Regions from separate parts of the Danio rerio genome. Here region 2 is linked to region 1. The links are chromatin contacts, called in public Micro-C maps. All regions are on one chromosome and are shown on one strand. The core of a region is the stretch at or near the end of the contact, and the rest is flanking DNA. Distances in the headings are between cores, read along the strand shown.

Region 1 (5,057 bases), core at 1,560-4,059:
TTGCAACACATTTTGCATTTTCTTCAGTTTCTTAAGTTTTATGTGGAAACCCAAAATTTTTATATAATAAGCTCACATTTATTAAACACCCATCCACATTGCTACACTGTAAAATCCAACATTCAACTTTATCAAATGAAATGAGTTTAGTTAACTCAAAATTTACTAAAAGTTAATTCTACTCATTTGAAAAGTGTTTTGAACTCAGCGTTGAAGGTAATGAGTTTATTAAATACCTCATTACTTCAACTTAAATGGAGGAAGTTCGTAGTACTCATATAGATTAGTTGTTTAACTCAAATAGTTTGTTGCAATCAGTTTACTCAAACGATTTGTGTTTATTTATTTACTTTATTTATTTATACAGGGACAATGTACAACATGACATGTGCCAGAGTTAGCTAAAGCTAATTTACATCTGTAGTCCCTGGGCAGGAAGTAACAAATTGAACAGTTATAACAAATACAATATACACTTACAGTACAATAAATACAACACATCATTGTGTTGCCTTAACTTATTGGGTTTTACAGTACTCAGTTGGTTTGAGTTCTCTTTATTCTTTTGGTTTTACTGTGCTTAAATTCCTTTGTTTACTCAAATAGATTAAGTTCACAATACTCATTAGGATTAGTTTTTTAACTTAAATGGTTTGTTGCAATCAGTTTCCTCAAACAGTTTGTGTTACTTTAACTTTTTGGGCTTTACAGTGTATAATATGTGTGTACTGTATAAATGAGAATATGTGCAGAATTTAAACTTGAACAGACAAAGTCAAATGTTGCAACAACCCACAGGGATAGTTGCAACATTCAATAAAATGCTTAAGTTATGTGTTGGCCATGGAAGAAACGCGATATGGGATAGCAAACACACAAAATATAGATTTTTTGTTAAAAATCTGGAACCCAATTATGTTTTATATCAGTAATCCTGACTTGTAACTCATTAGAGGTGGCATTGGAGCCCACACATTTCTCTGTAAACTATATATATTTTTATATTTAATTCATTATACTTTCTGGATGATACTGAATTATGTTGTGTCCGACTGTTTGTGTATTGTGAAATGGACTTTGTTCCTTTTTTTTTTACTTTTTGTTTGTTCTGTTTATGTTATTGTTTATTTCCTTAAGCTTTTCTTATTTTGATTTATAAAAAATATAAGGTTATTAAAAAATGTTATAATAAAAAAAATCTGAAACATCGGATTTTATTCAAATTTTTTGGTTAACAGACTAGATGTAAATTGCTTTAATTGTTAAATGTGTAAAATTGGCTGTATAAATAGACTATTAAAAGAACAAGCAACAACCAACTATACATCAGGCCTAAAAAAACTGAACAACAATATTATTTACTGAAAATCTAGACAGAACCTTTACAAAACTACTTCTTTGAACTTTAATTAATCAAAGAATTAATTTCTTTATTAAATTACACTGAAACTAATAAAACAAAAATTGTACATTGTTAATATGGCAAGCTTCAAAATACTGTTGTAATTGGGGACAGTTGCAACAGCATGTTTCACTTGTCTCAACTCTGTCAACCATAATCAAACTGTCTATACTGGGGAGATACAATAGCTTTAACACTTGATAGCTATACATAATCAAAGCTGAAAACAGTGATTTAAACTATGTAAGTTAATAGTTTAAAATGATTATATACTAAAGGAATGGTCACATATGGCTGATTTCTCTAAGTCAGAATGAGGGTAATTGAGAATATGTGAAGAGTTCAGATGCAAAAAGTGCTGTCTGAAATTTCCATTGCAAATGAACATTTTTCTCAGCCTCCTTTGCTTATGTTGAGTTATTTCCCTTCAAAGACCATGAAAGGGATTTATTCTTTGACATAAAAGTGTTATTACTAAGCCTACATTCAGGAGCCTAGAAAAATGTCCAGTTTAAAAGAAAATTTCAGACGCTATTTAGAGGTTTTTGCATCTAAACTCTTCATGTAGTATGAATATCATCGCTGTAGCTCAGTGATGCACAAACTAGGGCCTGAGGGACAAAGTTTGCCCATACTGCCTTTGATTTGGCCCGCCATCCCATCTGAGAAGAAAGGATGAATGATGGGGATGCTTCAATGTTTTATTGTTGAAAGCTAACTGAAGTTAAATGTTTTTTTTTTAATTAAATGGCATAAATTAACCAGATTTTGTTTAAATGTACATACTGTCACCTGACAATGGATGATGAATGAGGTTGATGAAGAAAGACGGGGATGTTTCAACGTTTAGTGTATTCAGCATTGAACTCCACTGCTTTAGAAATGTGATTGTTTATGGTTAATTGCATTCAATTCTACTTTTAAAAAGTTATTCTGCATTAGTTTATATGATTTAATGTTTTCTATTTATTTTGAAATATTATTCAATTAATAAGGAAGTTACATTAATCACATTAATTAGGCAACTTTAATTTAATATGGGTATATTTACCTTTGGCCCACGACTCTTAACGATGTTTGGTTTTGGCCCTTCACACTAAAAAGTTTGGGCATCCCTGCTCTTACTCATTCCTGAATGAAGGAATGAGTCTTGTTGCGACTGCTACCCCATGTTGCAACCGTCCCCACTCTTCCCTATTCATGTTATAGCGTATATTGTAGTATTAAGTTTGTTTGCTTCAAGATTGAAAACGTTAACGAATTTTAAATTAAAGAGTACATGATAATAATTTCCATTTTAAGCAGCTTAATGTCTGTCTGTGTCCGTGTCGTGAACAGCTCAGCTGGCCTTCAGCCGGTAATGACCGGAAACGCATAAATTCCACAGCAGCTGGACTGTTTCTCTGTGCTTCCGGTCGCTCACGGGATGACCATAAATGGTAGTTTTGACTGAAGCTTCCTTCATTTCATTTTTTGTTGTTGTAAAAAGTCAACGTTCAGTGGTAAAGAAAAGTAGAGGGTATATAAACAACATGGCGTCCACTTGTTTCGCTATTTCTGAAGCCAAAGCAAACATCAATTATTGTTTAACGTGGATAAGAGCCTCCTCCTCCAGGTTAGTAATCTGTTCTCCAAAACTGCAGGCAGATGAAGTCTGAGTCGTCACGCGAGTCGGTTCTTAAGAACTGAAGAACGAAATTTAGTAGGCCTGCTAAAATTTTATTGTGTACATTGATGTAAAATAATGTTTAATATAATAATGTATTTTCATTTTGTTTTCAGTCATTACAGTGTATTCATTTACTTGTATATTTAGGGCTACTTTTTATGTTGATACATTTTTTACTGTCCATTTTAAACAAATTTTAATCTGATTTAAATATATTTAATTTATTAATACTACTACTACTAATAATTAATTGATTATAAATAATTTATCACTATTATAAGGAGTCACCAAACAATAATAGCTAGGCTAATTACACGCCACATTGGTGGTGGTCATGATTGTGAAGCGCTTTGGGTGTATGGCCATACACAATAAATGCGCTATATAAATATACACTTTACATTATAATCGTTTTTGTTTGAGTTTTTGGATTTTTTAGTCTATTAAATAATATATATTATTTATCATTTAAAATTAGTTATAGATTTGAATTGATTAACAATTATTTCCAAGATTGAAATAATCATTCTTTCATTTATTTTCCTTCGACTTTCCTCATTTATCAGGGATCACCACAGCCTAATGAACTGCCAACTTATCCACAGCACATGCCCTTCCAGCTGGAACCGAGTACTGGGAAACACCCATACACTCTGACATTCAAACACACACACACACTATGGCCAATTTAGTTTCAATTTACTTATACCACATTTTGGACTGTGGAGGAAACCAGAGGAAACCCACACCAAAACGGAGAGAACATGCAAACTCCACACAGAAATGCCTACTGACCCAGCCAGGACTTGAACCAGTGACTTTTTTGCTAGTGCTAACCACTGAGCTACCACGTCGCCTTCTTATTATTCATTGATTTTTATTATTTGTTTAATTTATTATTAATACTACTACTAATAATAATTAATTGATTATAAATTATTTATTACTATTTTACGTAGTCACAAAATATTCATTTATTCATTTTCTTTTCGGCTTAGTCCCTTTATTAATCTGGGGTCGCCACAGCGGAATGAACCGCCAACTTATCCAGCATATGTTTTACGCAGCGGATGGCCTTCCAGCCGCAACCCATCACTGGGAAACCCATACACACTCATTCACATACACACATACACTATGGACAATTTAGCCTACCCAATTCACCTGTACCGCATGTCTTTGGACTGTGGGAGAATCCGGAGCACCCGGGGGAAACCCACGCAAATGCAGGGAGAACATGCAAACTCCACACAGAAATGGCAACTGACCCAGTTGAGGCTCGAACCAGCAACCTTCTTGCTGTGAGGCGACAGCACTACCTACTGCCCCACTGCGTCGCGAGTCACAAAATCATAGTACCTAATTATTATTGTTATAGTTGTTGGATTTTTTTTAATGTTCATAAATTATTAGACTGTTAAATAATATTTATCAATTTATAAAAATATAATAAAAAATTTGTTATACATTATAGATATTATAGATTTTAATAGATTAACAATTATTTCTAAGGTCGGAATAATCAAATAACTAATTATTATTATTATTAAATTTTATTTTTAAAAACATTCTTTGTACCAGTTGAAAATTAAATGAAGGATGTGAATGAGATGAAGTAAATATGGAAAAGTTTAAAGCAGACCTTTTTCGTGGCACAGGTTTCCTGTAAGAGGTGTCAATGCACCCTATAATCTGACAAAAGAACTGAGCTAAAGTATTCAAAACTTATTCTCAAGGTAATATGAAGAAGAGTATACTATGTTTACTATTTCAATCTTCGTTTGGAGGCAAAAAAAGTCGAAAAGTCTGAGTGATAATCGTGTATTGTTTCGAACACCCCCGCACTATAGGCGGAGTTGTAAATGTACCACGCTGTTCATCTAAACAACAATGGTGACTGGAAGAGAAGAACCGTTTCATTAAACTCTGGCAAACAACTTTTTTCCATAAGAAGTGCCATTGTGCATCATCAAATCTTGTTTCCTA
Region 2 (5,057 bases), core at 1,060-3,559, 160 kb after region 1:
TATGACTGTCTCTGGAATCGCCAGTATTTATATGCTGTACCTTAATGCCATTTAGGCCTTTCAAATAAAATGTGTTGCCTTGCGTTTAACTGGTGTGTGTGTGTGTGTGTTTGTGTGTGTGCGTGCGTGCGTGTGTGTGTGTGTGTTTTTATTATTATGCAAGAAAGAACATTACAAAGATATAATATGAACAAAGAGACAAAGAGGGTTGCATAAATAGAATTCCAGCAAATTAAACAAGTTTAAATGATTTACACCAAGAAAGCGTTTTACATGCAGTGTAATTGTTAGAGTATTTTAAAGAGTTCACATACAAAGTCCTTTCTGAAAATTAAAAGTAAGGGTGTTTCTTTGAAAATTTACATTTATGGATGTAAAATTTTGCTTAAAAAAGCAATAAATTATTAATAAATTTACAATGAGAAGGATCTACACTCAGAGAGTAACCAAAGAATACAATTTTTGGGGAAATACAGAAGTTTGGAAATAAGAATTTTTTAATGAAATCGGAAAAGTCAACCCAAAACACTTTACGGTAAGTACACTCCCAAAATAAATGGTTTAGCGTTTATCATATTGACTACAAAATAAGCCTTTAGGGGAAATATTATTATTAAATTTAGCAAGTTTGATGTTTATTTAGTAGCACTTATGAATTACTTTGATTTAGACTTCAACAGCTTTATTAGATAAAAAAAAATTTTAATCTGTTTTTAAACTGAAGAAACTGTTCCCAATCCACATCATCAAATATATTATTCCAAAAACCTATGCAAGCAGGTAAAGAGATCCGAGAACTAGTAATAACGAAGCGAATATCTTTGCTAGACATAGAACTGAGAAGAGTTTTGTCAACAAAAAGATTTGTGTTGTCAAAAATAAAAGAATCTAAAGAACCTTTAGGGCCAGATTTGACCAAAGGTATAATACAATCAGGGATTGTACCAAAAACTATGGCATATTATTTAGGGGGAACAGGAAAATAGAACTGATGCATAAAGTTTTCGTATGAAAAAGGTACACCACAGTCATCTAAGAGCTATACTAAACTAAAAGTATATTTTTATTAAAGTGAGTGTGTGTGTGTGTGTGTGTGTGTGCGCTGGTTTTTGGTGGTTTATGAGGACAAAATTTTGTATGACCTAGGCATTACAATGTTGTGGTGGTTAATGAGGACATTACACGTGTCCTTGTAAATCAAAACGGTTAAAGTCATACTTAACAGGGTCTTTTGACATTACAAAGTTTGTCATGTTTCATTTGAAGTTGGGTTTAGGGGTAGGGTGTATAATAATCGTTTTTTTTACAGTATATAATACATTACGACCATGTAATGTCCTCATAAACGTGTGCGTGTGTGTGTAATTATGCACTGAAGCTTTACGCGTATACTGAGAATTATTTTAAAGTTATTTAGAAACAACTTCAGATTGAGTTTAGATGAATGGAGATTATTTTCCTGACACATCAGGATAGCATTAGCACCACCTACTGGATTGAAGACAGGATCACACATTTTCATCTTTACAGTTTTCATTTACAGTGGTAGGTTACAATTAACACGTTGTAAACCACAGGCTATTGTAATGAAAATTGTTATGGTTTCCAGTGTAATGCAAAAAAACGTATTACAATAAGATTTATTAGTTTTAACATACCACAAAAACAAAGCATACAGGCAACAAGAGACTCACAGGAAACATTTGCAGTTTCCATTACAACCAATACAATTACCATTGACACAATTACAAATTCTATTAAAGTTTCAGGATTCAGATCTTACATGACAAAAGTTTTATTACACATTAATTACATTTAATTACACATTAATTAATTCTGACTAATATTTTGGTACAATTGAGAACTCGTGTATTACAGATATTTAAGTGGGATTCTTGTGTTTAACCACAAATACCATATTTAAAATGTATTTATAGAAACATTATTTCTCTATTATAGATCAGTGGTTGTAACACAATAAATCACTTATGAACGTCATCTACAAAGAAAAACGCAGCGTGACTTTTATTTTGTTATTAGTCAGTGTATTACGCTTTTAAAATAAAAGCCATCTGCCGTTGACAACGTACGCAATATAAAGATAAGCATTCAAATTTTGAAGTTAACCATAGCAAAGCATAAACAAAGAATAGACAGTAGTCATTTAAAAAAATCGACATTGCTTTTATATTTGAACAATTTAAAATGTAAACATACCGACAACAAGACGGGTGCTGTTTGTGTCTGCCTTCACAGTGTGTATCTATGGGAATCCACCAGCAGCGACACAAACACACACCGCAGCAGAGGAAGTGTGTCACAAACCACTGCGTACTTTTAAAAACCATGCCGAGCGGCGAGTTTTAAATCACGACCATGCAGCATTAGCCGCCTGCCGACCTAACAGAAACTGTTATTTTACATGAATCCGATTAATGAGCCCGGTAGCCGAGCAGCATCGCACTGAATGGCGAAGAGAAGAGCGAGACGCGGCTAGTCTGAAGCTGCGACTCCAGCAGCCGAGCAAAGAAGATGCGACATCAGTGGGATTACCTTCAAATCTGCGGATAAATAAATGTTCACTCCTGAATTAAACACAGTTTTAACGACATCGAGCGATCTCTTATAGGATACTGCGGGTTAGCTGGGTGGAAAACGAGTGAAACTGAAAGGGTGGTGGTGTTGTTGTTAGCTGGGCCAGGCAGCCCCACTGCTTAACTCCGGCTTATTTTAGGATCGGTTGGGGTCATTTCTTAGCAGACACAATGGCAACAGGCTCCAGTTTCCCTTCCGGAGGGAGTGGAACTAGAAACGGACCGTCTTTCGCTTCGCCGTCGACTTCGTCTGTCACCTCGTCTGGGGTGCCCGGACAAGCTCAGCCGATGGCGGTGGTTTGGGAATGGCAGGATGATCTGGGCTTCTGGAGGCCCTACACCGGACAGGTGAGCAGCTACATCGAGCAGTGCCTCCAGCACCAGAGAGGGGCAGCGGTCGCCGGGAGCAGCATCTGTCTGGCTCAGGCAGACCCCAGCCTGTCCTCCTACATCATCGACATCCCCAACCTCAAACAGTTCAGACAGGACACTGGTGAGTCTGTACTCAACACATCAAACTGATGAATAACAGCAAAAAAGTACTATGAAACTTGTAGCTGTACATGGGCCTGTATAAGATTCGGATGGTATGAAAACCTTGCACACAAATATCGCCGTATTGTGATTAATGTTAATGCTATAAAACAGTTTTATTTTAAATGTCTAACAAACTATTCCCATCAAACAGAATATATTTTACTTTAAGAAACGTTTAAAATATCTTGGAACAGTAAATGTGAGGCTAAATGAATATAATAAATTCTTCAGTGTGTTAATATGGACACCAATAATGCTCTGATAAAGCATTGTCTACCATGTAAACAGAGATTTATGATTAATTTAATTTGATTAAGGTCTTAATCTTACTAAACAGAAATCAAATTAAGACATTTAGTCGCATTATTGAAATGTAGTACAGATATATAAACATGTAGGACTTTCAGTGAAATTTGCGACAGGATAGTCTATATGGCTGTACAAACACTATTCTTTGCATCTCTCGAGTCAATGAAGGACCACAGACACCTGCATCACAAAATGCGGAGGTTTATTTTCCCTCATCATATTACATTAAAACAACACTCTTCTAGCAGTTCATACTCGCATGCAATTTCTTATTTGTCATGGGGCGCATGCATGAAATGTTCCAGAATGAAAGTGAAAGTACCAAACTGCAGTAAAAGTCGACAACTTAAAAATGAAACACCTGAAATTACACGAAACCCAGCAGGAAATGTGGATAGCTAAAACAAGGCTAAATTTGGCCTGTCAGTGAAAATCTAATAGACATTTAAGAATCGGCCAACATTCGACTAGTCATCAAATAAACAGAAATGAATGACTAATGATCTGTTTAATCTGCATATTTGATGACTAATCGAATATATAGATTAATCAAATAGTGTTTTATAATTTTAGTTTTCATTTTTGGGTGAACGATCCCTTTAATCAACATATTTTATAATATTTTAGGCAAATGAAAGCATCACTTCAGGTGATGAATTACAAAACAATTGTGTGAAAGTGAATATCCATGTTTTACGTATGGCAAGCATTTTCTTTTTGTTTAAAATGAGATCTAATAGATGTCTAATAGACATCTAAGGCTAGATAAAACATTGCCAAACGTGGTTTGTCAGTGAAAATCTAATAGACCTCTAAGAATGGCCCTAAACTAGTTATCAAAACCACAGGAATGAATGACTGCACACGTGTGGAGTCTGTCTAATCGGTGTATTTGAGCACTAGTCTAGTTTTGGGCTGTTCTTAGACGTCTATTAGATGTTCACTGACAGCCTATTTAGCCAAGATGGATCTATTAGACATCTATTATGCATCTATTAAACAGAATTGCTTTGCAAGGTGTTGCATAAAAAAATGACTTTTTAATAATGTAAACAAAGAAAAATAATTTAAACTTTGCAGTAGAGAGAGACCTCTTTCATACACTGTAAAAAATGCCGGGTTCCACATAATTCAGTCATGTTGTTCCAACACAAATCGATTAATTAATTTAACACTTTTAACAAATTAATGTGGATCGAACATAAAAAAAATTAAGTTGTCCGAATGAACTCTCAAGAATTATGTTGTTTCAGCTCATTTTAAATAAGTAGTTAAACGAGCAAAACAAAATATTTTTTGAATGTAACATTAAATTATATTAATATATACATTTTTACTTGTCTTGGACTGTTATACTACGATATGTGAAGTTATTACTGTCTAGTACTGCCACAGCACTTTAAGAGAGTGTTAGGGAAATGTGCTTTTTGCTCATTTGGATTAAGTAAATGTGTTGTCAAGGAAGAGTCTGTAAAATCCACAGAGTGAAAGAAGCCCTGTGTGAATCTTGGCTGAAACTGATTAATTCACTTGCTCTAAATGTATGGTATTTATGCTTTATCCTTGATAACAGGTCATCAAAGCTGCTGGGAAAAGCAGTGTAGTGTGCTGCAGTAT

Evidence for each region. A called contact is a pair of places that touch in the nucleus more often than the background predicts.
Region 2: a contact with region 1 is called in a Micro-C map of caudal fin, with 4 times the contacts expected there. The contact joins the promoter of dtx2 here to the promoter of clip2 in region 1. A contact is called at or near these places in 2 of 18 Hi-C or Micro-C datasets (caudal fin and an unstated tissue) and 1 of 4 datasets of contacts at active chromatin or transcription factors (embryo).

What each region holds. Positions count from the first base shown.
Region 1 is chr5:65,250,000-65,255,056 of GRCz12tu, forward strand. It overlaps clip2 (CAP-GLY domain containing linker protein 2), which reads left to right and starts at 2,810. Exons shown (of 16, transcript XM_073951531.1): 1 at 2,810-3,017.
Region 2 is chr5:65,407,671-65,412,727 of GRCz12tu, forward strand. dtx2 (deltex 2, E3 ubiquitin ligase) reads left to right here and starts at 2,310. Exons shown (of 8, transcript NM_001127307.2): 1 at 2,310-3,087. The coding sequence starts at 2,766. It overlaps gtf2ird1 (GTF2I repeat domain containing 1), which reads left to right. Exons shown (of 28, transcript XR_012406417.1): 28 at 1-89.